2 separate regions of the Hordeum vulgare genome follow, and region 2 is linked to region 1. The links are chromatin contacts, called in public Hi-C maps. All regions are on one chromosome and are shown on one strand. The core of a region is the stretch at or near the end of the contact, and the rest is flanking DNA. Distances in the headings are between cores, read along the strand shown. Region 1 holds the start of LOC123439890. Region 2 holds the start of LOC123443683 (DEAD-box ATP-dependent RNA helicase 15).

Region 1 (4,109 bases), core at 941-3,440:
AACCGGTGTCACTCAATTCTTCATGGGGCAGTGCCAGATCATAAGCAGTATCTAGGTCTTGTGGTTTGTGTAATGCCACAGACATACGCACCCATGGTCGCAACCCATCAATGAACCGAGTAGTGTAATACAAGCTATCAGGCATCTGTGCACAAGCGGAGAGTTGGTCATACAATTCAGCGGAACGCTCCATATAATCAGCCACAGTAGACTCCTGAAACGCTCCACATAATCAGCCACAGTGGACTCCTGAGCAATGCGGAACATCTGCTGAACCAGAGATTGCTGTTGGTTGCGACCAAACCGCTGCATCAACAAGTGACAGAACTCTGGCCAAAGCAAATTTGGTGAACGGCGTTGCACTGCTTCCAACCATCGCGTGGCTGTGCCTTCAAACTGAGAAGTGGCGAACGAAATCCATCTCGATGCAGGGGTACCCTAGAGCTTGAAATAATGCTCGCATCGAGATTGCCATAGACGTGGGTTCGCGCCGTCGAAACGAGGCAATTTCATGCGAGGCACAAGTTGGTATGCGTCAGACATTTCAGAAGCAACATGCTCATGAGGAGAAAAAAAATCACGGGGAGAACCAGAATCACGTGCACCTCTGACCGGAGGAGGCACATAAACATGATGTACCCTCCCCCAATGGGACTTGTCGAAGCCAAGGGGATTTGCCGCGAGAGCTTCACGGCCGTCCCCAACCTCCTTGCCTGCCGACGAACTCGCCCGCTTGCCAAAGGGTTCCTCCTTGTTGCCGCGCTCGAGCTCCGCCCGAATTTGCTCGACGTCGAGGCTGAGCTCGGCCCTGGCGCCATCGATCCGCGCAAAGATGAGGCCGTCAAGAGCTGCAGTGGTGTCCTTGAGCATCCGACTGACAAATTTTATGATCTCCTCGCCTTGCACCTTAAACTTGCGGTCGACCGACTTCGCGAAATCTGTACATGTAGTCGTGGTGAGGAATCTCCACGATCAAAAGCTTTGAGTACCAGATGCGAGGAACATGCTTAGATCTATAATAGAATTAAGAATCGAAGTAGAACATCCGCCCAACCACCAACACAGCTACACACATGCGTTCTGTCTTGGCCGAAGTCGTCCGCCGTTCGCCACCCAGGTACTAGCTAGGCACTGGCTTATAATGGAAACGATACACCCATCTTAACGGCCCAGTATGGGCTTGCAAGCCGGTCTGTCGGCCCACGAGTCAACTGGTCGCTCTCCTCCTTGTTCTCCCGTTCCTGTGCATCTTTAGCAACAACGGCAGGGTCGCTGACAAGTAGGTAGTACAGGGTCGCTGACAAGTAGGCAATACGTCGGAGGTCTTCGCCGCATCGCCTGAGGGTGTCGCCTTGCCGGACACCGGCCGTTGGCAGCTGCCGCAGCTGTGCGTTAGGCGGCTGGCCGAAACAGGTAAGGCTTTGTTTGGTAGAAGTGGATTGGGGAGGTTTGGGGAGGAGGGGATTTGAGGGGATTTAATAAATCCCTTCATTTCATCCAATCCAGTCAAATCCTTAGGGTTTTGCTTGCACCAGTCCCTCGAGGAGGATCATGAAACACATAGATAGGAAGGGATTGAAGGGGAACGAAGGGGATTCGGCTAATCAAACCTCTTTTACCAAATGGGCGTCCAAGGTTCTGTGAGGTTTCTGGCTCTTTCAAGAATTTTCTTCTCAAAATCTCCTGAATCCCTCCGCGCGAAATCGAGGCCTAAGGATGCAAAATTAAAGTCCATCCACACCGGGGCCGTGATCAGAATCAGAGTGCATTCACGTGGGGGCCGTGATCCACGACCGTCTCGGGGTGCAACGCTGGGAGCAACTGTGCCGAAGGATGCCGCCGCGAAGAGCCTGGCCGAGGGAGCGCCGTGAGGGCCATGGACGACATTGAAAAGACGCCCTGCAGGTAGTGCTTACTTCGTGCAGGAACGAAATCGGAATTGACTATCCTGATTGATGTATTAATTAAGATACAGAATTAGTATTTGCATCTGGTTTCTTCCCAGATCGAAAGACTCGCCTTGTGTGAGCCGTGAATGCCTCGGGCTGATGCGGCCATGCGGGAGGTCGGGGCTGATGCGGCCATGCGTCGGCTGGAGACCTGCGCCGATCACCGCTTCCGTGTTGTTTATGGTCGAGGCCGTCGTGAAATCCCTCCGCTGGAGAGCGTGTTGATAACGTGTTAAATGAAAACGAGATGTAAAAGTGAATATTTAATCTTTATTAATAATGAGTATATCTATATATAGAGTTACAAAGGTATCAAGTAAAAAGATGTGCGTTCGAGAAGGCACCAGGAACCGACGTGGGTTTCCATATGACAACCGTCATCTATTCTTTAAGCATGGATTAATGGAACTAGTATAAATGTACAAATGACCGTGCGTTGCATCGGGCAAAAAAAAGAACACAACATGCTTCATGTGTCATTATGCATTATTTTTTATATCCGGTAGCAAAAGAATATGTTCGTTGCAACTGGGAACGCCTGTGCTTTGTTTTAGAGAAAACACAAAGACTCCTAGTCCGTCACATGCGTCAGCAGATCGGGCAGACCGGAAATCGCAAGCTCCTCCTCGTCCCTTAAAATCGTGAGTTCCTCCTCATCCCTTAGAACGCCTTACCGGTGTATCATCTAGTACCATGCATATAAAATTTTAACCTCAAAAGCGCCAAGGCAAAACATGCAAAATAAGCAATACCACCTGTCCTCGATTTTTTTAATACACCCTCCGTTCGTAAACATAAGACCTTTTAGATATTTCAATATGGACAACATACGAAGGATAACGAGTGAATGTATACTCTAAAATACGTCTATTTACATCTCAGTATGTAGGTCATATTGAAATCTCTAAAACATCTTGTATTTAGGAAAAGAAAAAGAGGTAATATTTGACAAGTACTAACTGCATCAGAAATCATCCTTCTTTTCATGTTATGTTAATCTGATGCCAAATCCTAAATGAATGGTGATCTTGTAAAATATGCTATCAACAAACAACTTGTTACTATGCTTAACCCAAATTACCACAGGATAGATACATGGCAACCTCTAGTTTTGTATTGATTAACATCATCGTCATCTGTACAACAGTGAGTCGTGATATATATTGTGTCATAATAAGGCGTATGTACACCAAGGGGGCCTCTGCTTGCCATCGTGGGACGGCGACAGCATACCCCTCCCTAACCGGGCCGAAGAAGCTATTTCCACACCTTGACTGCGCCGTCTCTGCTGGCCGATATCAACCATTGGCTCGACAAGTTGACGGATGCTAGGGTGAGGATCGCGTCCCGGTGGCAGCCGGCAGAATCGGCAGCGGCCATGTCAAGCTGCGTCTTGTGTGTCAACATGGACGCTGGTGTGGGCGTTTTGCACGATTCCTGCGCACAAAGTAATACTCTGTTAGCGTTAGCATCCGTCAAGAGAGATTCAGAGAGACAACCACGCTCCTTCAAGCACCACCACAAAACTGATGCGATAAATTAATCATGCAGGAATGCACTAGCATCAGGTTGAAGGCTAAAGTGATGGGCCAGTAAATTCATAAGGTTCTTGAGTGCATCAGGTTGAAGGTTAAAGTGATAGACCAGTAAATTCACAAGGTTCTTGAGTTGATACACTACAGTGTAACTTCAGATAAGAAACAGAAACAAAACAGTGATACTGTTTTGGCGGACATACCTGCACAACCTGTACTCCGTAGCTCGACCGTATATCATAACACTCGTCGTTTCCAATACCTTTCGTTGAAGGACCAACAATACAAAAGCTTTGCTCAGGCCTTCAAAATCATCAAACAAAATAATACATTTTAGATTACAAGTGGTGAAGGAGAAAAATATGCAGAAGCAAGAGCCTATAGTAGTAATATTCAACCTGGCCTGGTCCCAGTAGCGTATCTTCAAATCTGTTCCTCCAGTCAGCAGATCTCCCCGTGGCAAAGGAAGCAAGCACCGGATGCCTGGGAGGCGTGGAGGCGGATCGGCCAGTTCCTCAATTCTGGAGTAGGGAGGACAAATCAATCTCGTGCAAGCAAACCTATGATGTAGGCGGTATCGCTGCGGTGGTCTCGTTGAAGCCGCGGAGCACGGAGGGCTCGTCGG
Region 2 (4,109 bases), core at 1,183-3,682, 500 kb before region 1:
AGATACCAATTGACAGACCAAGATGTATGTAGCCGCATAACTCAATCCACCAAAATGATCAATATGATCAGCAAGCAACTAGCAACTCTACTGACAACAAATTACCACCTCCCCTATCTATGTACGAGCATAACCACCAGAAAGGAGGAAGGTTTTAAATAGGAAGAAGAATTAGAGAAATGAGGTGCATGACATTACATCTTGCATAAATTTCTTGCAAACCGGGCGAATCTCCTTGCTGAGTGTTGCTGAAAACATCATCACTTGTTTATCATGGGGTGTCATCTTGAAGATCTCCTGGACATCTCGACGCATGTCTGGAAAATATTACATAGGTTAATACCAGAACCCTGAACTACAGAAAAACTGGCATGTAAACAGAAACTTATGCTTAAGTGAACTGAACTATCATAAAAATTGAAAAATGGCCTGGAACCAGCAGCCTACCAAGTGAATCAAGCATCTTGTCACATTCATCAAGAATGAAATGCCTCACATTCTTCAATGAAAGGTCCTTGTCTCTAGCCAGAGCTAGGATCCTTCCAGGTGTGCCAACCACAATGTGAGGGCATTCATTCTTCAATAAATCCTTGTGTTTTTTTATGTGAACACCACCATAGAAGACAGCAACTTTAGTTTCTGACAGGTACTTGCTAAACCTCTCGAATTCATGGCAAATCTACAATATATTAAGTAAAAAAGACAATTAGCATCAGCAGGCATATCTGACATTTATAGAATAAAACTGAAAAAAATGTATGCAACCTGGTATGCCAACTCTCGTGTATGGCATAACACAAGTGCAGCTACTTGACCAGCAACCGGATCGATCTGCTGGAGAGTTGAGAGGACAAAAACAGCAGTCTTGCCCATCCCAGATTTTGCTTGACAGATGACATCCATTCCAAGAATGGCTTGAGGGATGCATTCATGTTGCACTGATGTGGAGCCAAACAAAATAGGAGTAGCACCAGTGAGAAATATTTAACCTTCTGGGCCCACTAATGGAGAGTTTTACCATATCCTCTCCTCCGACTGAAAATGTCAGAAGAAATTATACCTGCACATCAGCAATACAGAGAATTTATGGTCACATTGGGATATACTAAAATATAACATACTAAAAGATGGATGTTCAAATATGCTTATTTGATTTTGTATTAGGAATACTGGATCATGGGGGGAAAAATCTTGTTCTTGGCCCAGTTATACGATTTGCATTTTTCCTTCATCGTGCTAGCACGTTCGGTTCTTAGCATGTTAACTATCCTTAATAGAAAATCTATTATAACAACTGAGTGCATAAGTGCTTTGATGCCCGGGGCATGTATTCAACTCAGCTAACAGAGTAACTCATAAGTAAGCACCGGGGAAGAGTAAAACAAATGAAACAAGTTTTTTTTGTGCGTGTGTCTTGCATTCACTGTTGAATGTATACTAATCTTACTGACCAAAAGGTGAAACTTCAGCAACCAATCTAATCAAGCAAAGCTAAGATGTGTCCATGACAGGGATTACAAGAAACAAATATGACTATACCAAAAGAAACAATTGTATGCTGTGTCTCCTTTTTGACAATGCAGTTTTGGCTGAATCTCTCTATAAGCATTCTTGTCATTATCATTAACCAGTGCGCTGGTCTCAGCTCTGAATCCATAGCAATGAAATTGGATAGCCGTTGGCAGTGCAATTACGACTCTTATCAACTAGTTCTATATGTGCTCAACAAACAAAAAATTGCAATTCAAGAGTCCACAACGTACTATTTATGTAGATCCAATTCTGGTGGCTCTAAAATTTTAAAGAACTTGCCTTCGGAAGGATGCTCAAACCCACAGTCCTGGATCGCACGGAGCAGCTCTGGCTTGAGCAGGAAGTCCCTGAACCCTGAGCTGTGGATTCCCACGTACCCCCTGTCCAAAGACCACAAATCATACCAGGTGAGATAAGATCCCTCAACCACGAGCCCTAGCAAGAAAAGTAAAAAAGTAGAAGCATCGACGGCACGCACTTCTTGACGACGTCAACGGAAGGGTTGGCGGCTGCGCCGTCGACGGCGTTCTCCACCTCCTCATCGTAGTCGACAAGATCCTCCTCGTACACCTCGTTGTCCTTGGCTTCTCCCATCCCGGCTGCGCATAGCGAACAGTGGTTAAGCACCGCGGGACACGAACCCACGCAAATCCAACAAAGTTAGCATCGCAACAGCAGCCACAAAAGCACCAACCTCAGGATCTCAGACAAGGAAGAGAGGAAGAGCCGTGGTATTTCGGGCGAGAGGGCTGCAAAGAGAGAAATCAGAGTTTAAGGCTGCATGCGCAGGGATTAAACGCGTGCTGTATTGGATTCGGGATCTAGGGTTCTTGCCTCTTGGGGCGTACGACCTAGGTACTCTATTAGGGACTGCTGCGACTATGCGGGAGGGGGCACAGAACTTGGGTGTGCTCTGTTTGAGGATTTGTCGCAACAAGACGGGTTGGACCCGTGGGCCGGCCATTCTTAAACGTGTCACGCGTGCCGGCATATCATATACACGCAGATACACATTATACCTCTCTATATAAGCATCGTCGAAAAAAGATTAAACCGATATATCATTTTAAAATTTACGAAGTCATTTTAGATGTTTTGTCGTTGATAAAAATGTCTCCTTGCACTAAAAACGTGTCGCTGAAAATCCTGAAATAAATCTAAAATTAATGCAAGCACGAGGATTTAAACATTGATGGACTTGTAATACCAATATTTCTCTAACCTTTCAACCACAAGTTGGTTTACCGTCAGCATGCACGTTTATAAGAGCATCTTCAATAAATGACCTATATATTTGAAGATGTAAAAAACCCTCATAAACCCACTAAACATCACTAAAAATGTTTTTACACCAAGAAAATACACAACTCCAACAAATTATGTATATTTGATGATGTAAAATTACTATTCAACACATAATGTATTTTTACCTAATAATTAAGCATCTATCGCCGCTTCCATCCGCTCACCGTTGCGGCATTTATGTAAAAAAATCCTTGTACTTTTTGATAATTGAACTCGTAGTCCCATTTTAAGTGGGTGTCTCGGAAAATGTTTCGTATTTGCACAAAACTCTCGTCGTCTGCGAAGCCGCGATCATTTTGTAACAGCCCGAGACCGACGCTTCCGAAGATTTCCGTTTTATTCTGTTGTCGTCGTGTGATCTATTTGGTTGTCGCATTCATCATGCGCATCATCTGCATAGCATTGACACTCTCTTGTCGTTAGTTTTCAAAAACTTGCATCCGTTTGTAGTTGTCGGTTCTCTCCGTTCTCGACCTCAACCATCCTGAGACCAACCACACACGCATGCGCCCACGGCATCATTAAATTATTGTTTTAAAAGCATGTACAAAACTTTCTGAGAATGGGTCGAAAGTTGGCGTGCGGTTCTAATATAGTGTAGATAGACCGCGTGCCAAATTTCATCACATTCACAGGTTGTTTGATACCCGAACATTAAACATATAGCGACACTATAGTCGGTTTAATTCTTGGACGTTTCGGTATTTGGAAAACATTGTCAGATCAAGATCCAAAGGCCCGAAAATGAGCTAAAACCCTAAGCCTAGACTCCCTCCCTATAAATAGACATGCATCCGTGCCTAATTAGGAAAACCTAGCTGCCATAAAATCCGTGTGCACTCTAGGCACCACCACAGCTGCATCTCCTCCTTCCACCTCGCGCTGCCCCCGGGGAACCCATCTGCGGCCAGCCCGAGCTCATATGTGCCCCAGACGAGCCCGCGCGCGCCGACGCCCAGGAGCCCGCCTCCCGCTCGTCTTCTTGCTGTAGCCAGCCGCCGATGCCTCCCCTCCGCACCTTCCTGCCCAGCACCCCCGCTACCGCTTCGCCGGAGCACCGCCAGCGTCGTCTGCCGGAGCATCCTTTCGGACTAGGTCCCGCACCCCCAGCCACATGTCGTCACCTCTAGATGCTGCCAGGAGCCGTCATGGACGCGAGGCCCCGAGCTCGAGCGCTGCCAAGACACCGCTGCCATCATCGCCGCCCCGCTTCAGGAATTGCTGGATCTGGGTCGTCAGGGTCCCGATCTGCCATCATCGTCGTTGTTCCC

What was found. Hi-C and Micro-C count contacts between places; a contact is called where the count stands out from the background.
Region 2: a contact with region 1 is called in a Hi-C map of leaf, with 5 times the contacts expected there. The contact joins the promoter of LOC123443683 here to the promoter of LOC123439890 in region 1. A contact is called at or near these places in 1 of 6 Hi-C or Micro-C datasets (leaf) and 1 of 1 datasets of contacts at active chromatin or transcription factors (embryo).

The regions. Positions count from the first base shown.
Region 1 is chr3H:296,428,970-296,433,078 of MorexV3_pseudomolecules_assembly, reverse strand. LOC123439890 reads right to left here and starts at 2,190. Exons shown (of 2, transcript XM_045116513.1): 1 at 2,020-2,190; 2 at 1-938. The coding sequence starts at 870. The coding sequence ends at 439.
Region 2 is chr3H:296,926,922-296,931,030 of MorexV3_pseudomolecules_assembly, reverse strand. It overlaps LOC123443683 (DEAD-box ATP-dependent RNA helicase 15), which reads right to left and starts at 2,432. Exons shown (of 13, transcript XM_045120182.1): 1 at 2,368-2,432; 2 at 2,228-2,282; 3 at 2,012-2,132; 4 at 1,813-1,913; 5 at 766-938; 6 at 448-679; 7 at 199-317. The coding sequence starts at 2,127.